Linked DNA regions of Mus musculus: region 2 is linked to region 1. Evidence: chromatin contacts called from public promoter capture Hi-C data. All regions are on one chromosome and are shown on one strand. The core of a region is the stretch at or near the end of the contact, and the rest is flanking DNA. Distances in the headings are between cores, read along the strand shown.

Region 1 (2,700 bases), core at 148-2,647:
CATTTTCTTTACCAACTTCTCTCCATAATATTTTTCTAAAATACAGGAAAAGCAGGTTTATGGACGAGTGTCTGCTAATGTGGTCTGAGGGCCCTGCTTAAACTATTTTTTTTTATTCTTCACTGAACTGCCTTTCCCTTTAGCAACTTCTATTGAAATTTGTAATTACAGATCCATCTGCTGACTGACTGTCCATATTACTCAGACAATTACAAGCTCCGTAAAGGCAGAATCAATAGTTTTGAACACTGTCTACCAGGGGTCTAGAACCCTGCACGTGAAAGGTATTTATTAAATATCTGAGAAACAATGAAAGAGAAAGACAGAGTACAAGTTACTATGGATTGCCTTTTTAATGTTTTAAACGTAATCACCTGCTGACCACCTGTTATGTCCCAGACTAGTTACTCTTCTGTTAGCTTCCGAATAATCCTATCAGATTTCTTATCTGAGGCTAAAGGTCACAGAAATTACTAAATTACTTCAAGGAACAAACTTAGGAAATTTGAGCTCTTGTTTCTGTAAATATTAACTTTATCTGATGTAAGCTGGCCTCCAGGACGACTAAAGGCCTTTATCCGCTCCCCATTCAGTTATGGGGAAGGGGATCGCTATTCACAGAATCACTAGTCATACATATCTCAAGTAACAAACAGTCTGAGTTTTCTTCCACTTTACACAGGTCCTGCTAAGTTAATTGTATAGACAGCAAGCAACCATTTTTACACAAGCCAAAACGTTTGCTCCAACACAAAACTGAAATAACATCTTGTTGATAAGGACAGTGACGCTAAGATCGTACTCCCTACAAACTTATGGGTTTGGGAGTTCTCGGAAAAACAGTCGCTGCAAAGAGACACTCGGACGAGTGCCTTCATTTCATTTTCTTATTGCGGGGGCGTGATCCAGGTGGGAGCATCCAAGGCGTCAATCGCCCCATCGGTACCTTAGGTTGGATGAATTTAAGCTGCCCTATCCAGTCTCGGCGCCACTACTGAGATGTGCTGACCATCAGATAGATTCACGGAACAGAGCCAAGCCAAAGAAAGGGCGTGGGAAGAATATTTGAGACACGATTGCACTGCAGCCAAGACTAACTGGGCTGCAGTCCACGCTCGCCAACTCCTCTCCTTTCCTCTCTCTGTCCCCTTTCCTCTCTCTGTCACTTTTTTTTCCCCTGGGATGGCAGTCAGAACAACAGGCAAGGGCCTACCTTGGTCTGAACACTCTTATCAAACTTGTCATTTTTGAAGGTGAACGTATTCTGGTGCTTCTGAGGCCGGGACCGAGTCACGTTGCCTTTCTGGGAACTCATCACCAAAATCTCAAGCACTGTAAATCGGTGCAGCCTTTAAGTTACAGGAAAGAGTAAAGACGTTCCCGCCCCAGATTGAGACTAAGGACAGTGACCCGGAAGAAGTTCTTCTACTCTTTCCGTCCCAGCCCCAGGTCGGCCCACGTGACTCATTAGGGAGGTCACGCTCGGCTCTGCCTTGCCGCACATCCTCGACTACCGGCTTCACGGAAAGCCTTCCTCGGACCCAAGGTGCAAGTCCGGCTTTCTTCGAATCTAGAACTCCCCCATTGGCTCGAACGCGGCTGTCCATCACGGCGGAGGGACGGAGATTCCCCGTTCCTATTGGCTCTTCTTTTCCGCAATCCCCGCCTCCTGCCGAACGCTCCCAACCTGTCTCCCGGCTCCGTAGCGTAGCGACTCCGCTGCGCAGTTTGTGATTGGTGGAAGGTGGGCGAGGCCGGTGCCCTGATCGCCTGCAGCCCGGAGCCCGGGTCAGCTTCGGCGCCCTCCTCCAGTCACTGAGCAGCTCGAACCGGGCCGCTCGCCCCCCCGCCCCCCGCCGCCCTCCCAGCTCCCGCCCGCCGCGGCCGCGCGCTCCGCCGCCTGGCGGCCTTCGGAGGTGCCAAGGAAGGCGGGCTGCGGAGAAGGCAGCACCGGCCCTGCGCTGCGGACGGCGACCACGGCCGCGCGGGACCTCGGGCCGGAGAGCCCCGGCGGCGGCCGCCCCTCGCGGCGGAGCCGTTAGTCAGCAGAACGCGAACGCGCGTGGAGGGGCCCCACGAAGCGCGCCCGGGCACCGCAGCTCTCTTTCGCGTCCTCGCCGGGCCGGGCCGCGGGCGCAGAGTCGGCGGGCGGCGCCCCGCGGAGGACAGCGCGTTGGCGGCCGCGGCCGCCCAGCTGCAGGTGCGTGGGGCTGGGCTGCTGGGCCGTCGGGGGGTCGCCGCTCTGAGCTGGGGACCAGGCCGGGTGGCTTCGGAGCGGAGCTACCGAGCGGAGAGCCGTGCGTCCCGGGCCTCCTCGCCCGCAGGGAGGACCGCAAGATGGGGTCGGGCCGCCGCTCCCCTCCCTGGATCTGGGCCACTTCGGGCCCTCGCTCTCGGCTCGGTGTCCGGGTCCCGCCAGCCTCGATTTTAGATGGAGTCCGCCCGGAGCTTGAGCTGGGTATCCCGCTCCGCTTGTCGCGGGAGCTGCTTTCCATGGCTTGAACTTGTATCATCTCTGATTGAGAACTCAAGGAGGGAGAGGTTGGATTTGAATTGAAAGTTGGAGAGTTCTGTTTGAAATTGTATTTAATATTAAACCAGGAAAGTTGTGTCAAATTATAGTGTGTGGAGGACGTTCGGAGAGTTTAACCTCCCTCCGCTTCTGTTGAAAGAAAGAAAGAAAGAAAGAAAGAAAGAAAG
Region 2 (2,700 bases), core at 122-2,621, 1.6 Mb after region 1:
TATCTGGCACCCTTTCAAAATCACAGGTTCCCGACCGCCTGCCTGCAGGATGATGCTGGAGTTCTTTAGTATAGTAACAGACAAGCCGGAACAATCGTTTCCAACCTCTATTCACCTATGTTCTTACATTCTACCTAAGGTCACTCACGAAACATTACAAACTGGCTTTCAGGCAGTTCCTTCTTTGGGTAATCGTCTTCCCTCCTTTTCTACTTTAGTATCTTCTTCACAAAGCTCTGATGGTTGGGGATGGACTTAGCCTTTTCAGTCTGTGCCTCCCATGAAATCCTGGGTAGATAAGTTACAGCAGATAACCTCATGCTGAGTACAGTTACCTTTCCTGATCAGGATTCAAATTAGCAATTTTGCTATTAGAATCTATACAGACCGGGGCAAAAAAACAATAGCCATGAGTTTATGTCATCAACAAAGACAGGTAGAAACGCAGCGATGTGTAAATAAAACAAACGAACACCTGATACACAACTGCTTGAAAAAAAAATGGTATTGTTATTAAGGGTCTATAAATTATGCAAGCCTACATTTAAGAAAAAATACCTCGAAAAGATAACTCTAAGATGATAAACAGATAATGATATTTCTGGTAACATTTAGAATCTACTCAACTAGTTGGGGTCGGGGCAAGGAAGAAAGGAGGATTGGACGGGGCAAGAATCTGCAAGGAGGTACAAAAACTGGGAACACGATTTTTAATTTCTTTGGTACACTCTAATCTCCAATCAACAACCATTACCATGTCATCTGCCCATTCTGGAAATCGTGTACACTTTTTAAAATTTGCCACTCTGCTGTAACTGTCGAGTTTTGTGAAGTGCACAGGTCCGTGGTAGATCGAGATTCGCAGATTAACAAACTAGAGACCCGGCCCCTTCGTATCTACTGCCTAGAGCCGACGCCTTCCAAAACCACTGGGTGGATAAAAACATCAGGCCACACGCCTACTACAGCCAACACGGCCAGTCTTCGTGGCCTAGGCAGGGAATGCCTCAGGGTTAGCCTGGCACAGGTTCCCCACCGCCGGGCACAGCCCACCGCCCCGGGCCTGCGGGCCGCTTGCTCCCGCCCAGCGCGGCCTGCCGCCACTCACAAGAAGTTCTCCATGGCGATGCGGACGATTGAGCCCTCGACGAAGGTCCCGGACGGCCGCGGCAGCGTCGGCAACGGGTTCGAGTTCTTTCTCTTGCTCGGGACCTCGGAGGAAGCATCTCTCGGGAGAGACCGCTTGGAAACCTGGGGGTTGGGGGGAGCAGCCTTCCCGCTCGGAGTCGCCATCCTGGCTTCCTCCGCGTCCCGCAGCGGCTTCCGTTCCCGGCGAGCCGCAGCCCAGGAGCCTCCGCGCCCGGCTCCCGCGCTAACTGACCCCGCCTGACCCCGCCCCCGCGGCCCCGATGCGCTTGCGCGGTTCCGCCCCGCAAACCCGAGGCCACGCCCCGACCAACGCTCCCCGGTGGCCTCAGAGGTGCGATGTGTGTGTGTGTGTGTCTGTGTGTGTGTGTGTGTGTGTATGTGTCTCTGTGTGTGTCTCTGTGTGTGTCTCTGTGTGTTTCTCGTGTGTGTGTGTGTGTGTGTGTGTGTGTGTGTGTGTGTGTGTGTGTGTGTGTGTGTGTGTGTGTTACTACTTTGCAACGGTCCCTCCCAGAACTCCAGGCTTCATCTGTCTTATGTTCTACATTGCAGTTTCCTTCCCTGGTGCTCAAATGAACTCCAAAGAAAAGATGCCTGTTGACTGTGCCTGTTGTTGGAAGCATGGCACTAACAACCATCTGATGCTCTCAAGATTGTGAAGAGTGTATTAATTACTTGCCCACTCACACTTCCTAGTCCTTTTATTGTATAATTTATTTATTTTTATTTTATGTGCATTGATGTTTTGCCTGCATGTATGTATGTCTGTGTGAGGGTGTCAGATCTCGGAGTTACAGACAGTGGAACCCAGGTCCTCTAGAATAGCAGTCCGTTCTCTTAACCACTGGGCCATCATGCTATCTCCCAGCACATACATTTATTTATTTATTTGAGACAGACTCTTTATATAGCTCTAGATGGACTACTACTCACTAGAGAGCCCAGGCTGGTCTTGAACTTTTACTACTTCTGCTTCCTTAGTGCAGCCACCAGTTCCAGTGCAGCCACCAGATGGCCTCTCCCTTCAGGGTTTCTTTTTTCTTTTCTTTCTTTCTTTTATTTAATTAAGCATTTCACTTATTTACAACCCAAATGTTGTCTCTCTCCCCCCCCCAGAGTTCTTCCCCCCCCCCCCCATCGCTCCTCCTCTTTGACTCTGAGAGGGTGCCTCTCCCTTGGTATCCCCCCTCCCTGGGGCATCCAGTCTCTGCAGGACTAAGCACATCCTCTTCCACTAAGGCCAGACAAGGCTGCTCTCTGCTACATATGTGCTGGTGGCCTTGGACCAGCCCATGTATGTTCTTTGGTTGGTGGCTTATTCTCTGGGAGCTCCTAGGGGTTCAGGTTAGTTGATATTGTTGGTCTACCTATGGGGTTACCATCCCCTTCGCTTTCTTCAATCCTTCCTTTAAATCTTCCATAGGGGTCCTTTCAGGGTCTTTAAATTCCCTGCTTCTTTAGGAATGGCTCTACCTCCCTGTGCCCATGTTCATCTCATTAGCCCTTTCAAAGATTATGCCCCTGAAGCCCATAGGCAACATTCACCCAACCAAT

Evidence for each region. Promoter capture Hi-C pulls out the DNA fragments that hold promoters and counts their contacts.
Region 2: a promoter capture Hi-C map of pre-B cells shows a contact between it and region 1, with 2.9 times the contacts expected there. A contact is called at or near these places in 1 of 39 promoter capture datasets (pre-B cells), 1 of 484 Hi-C or Micro-C datasets (pre-B cells) and 1 of 130 datasets of targeted methods (large pre-B cells).

The regions. Positions count from the first base shown.
Region 1 is chr19:21,651,394-21,654,093 of GRCm38.p6, forward strand. 1110059E24Rik (RIKEN cDNA 1110059E24 gene) reads right to left here and starts at 1,398. Exons shown (of 4, transcript NM_025423.2): 1 at 1,214-1,398. The coding sequence starts at 1,315. It overlaps Abhd17b (abhydrolase domain containing 17B), which reads left to right and starts at 1,916. Exons shown (of 4, transcript NM_146096.3): 1 at 1,916-2,200.
Region 2 is chr19:23,272,526-23,275,225 of GRCm38.p6, forward strand. Smc5 (structural maintenance of chromosomes 5) reads right to left here and starts at 1,372. Exons shown (of 25, transcript NM_001252684.1): 1 at 1,109-1,372. The coding sequence starts at 1,293. It overlaps Gm33950 (a long non-coding RNA gene), which reads left to right and starts at 1,383. Exons shown (of 2, transcript XR_386613.2): 1 at 1,383-1,480; 2 at 1,699-1,834.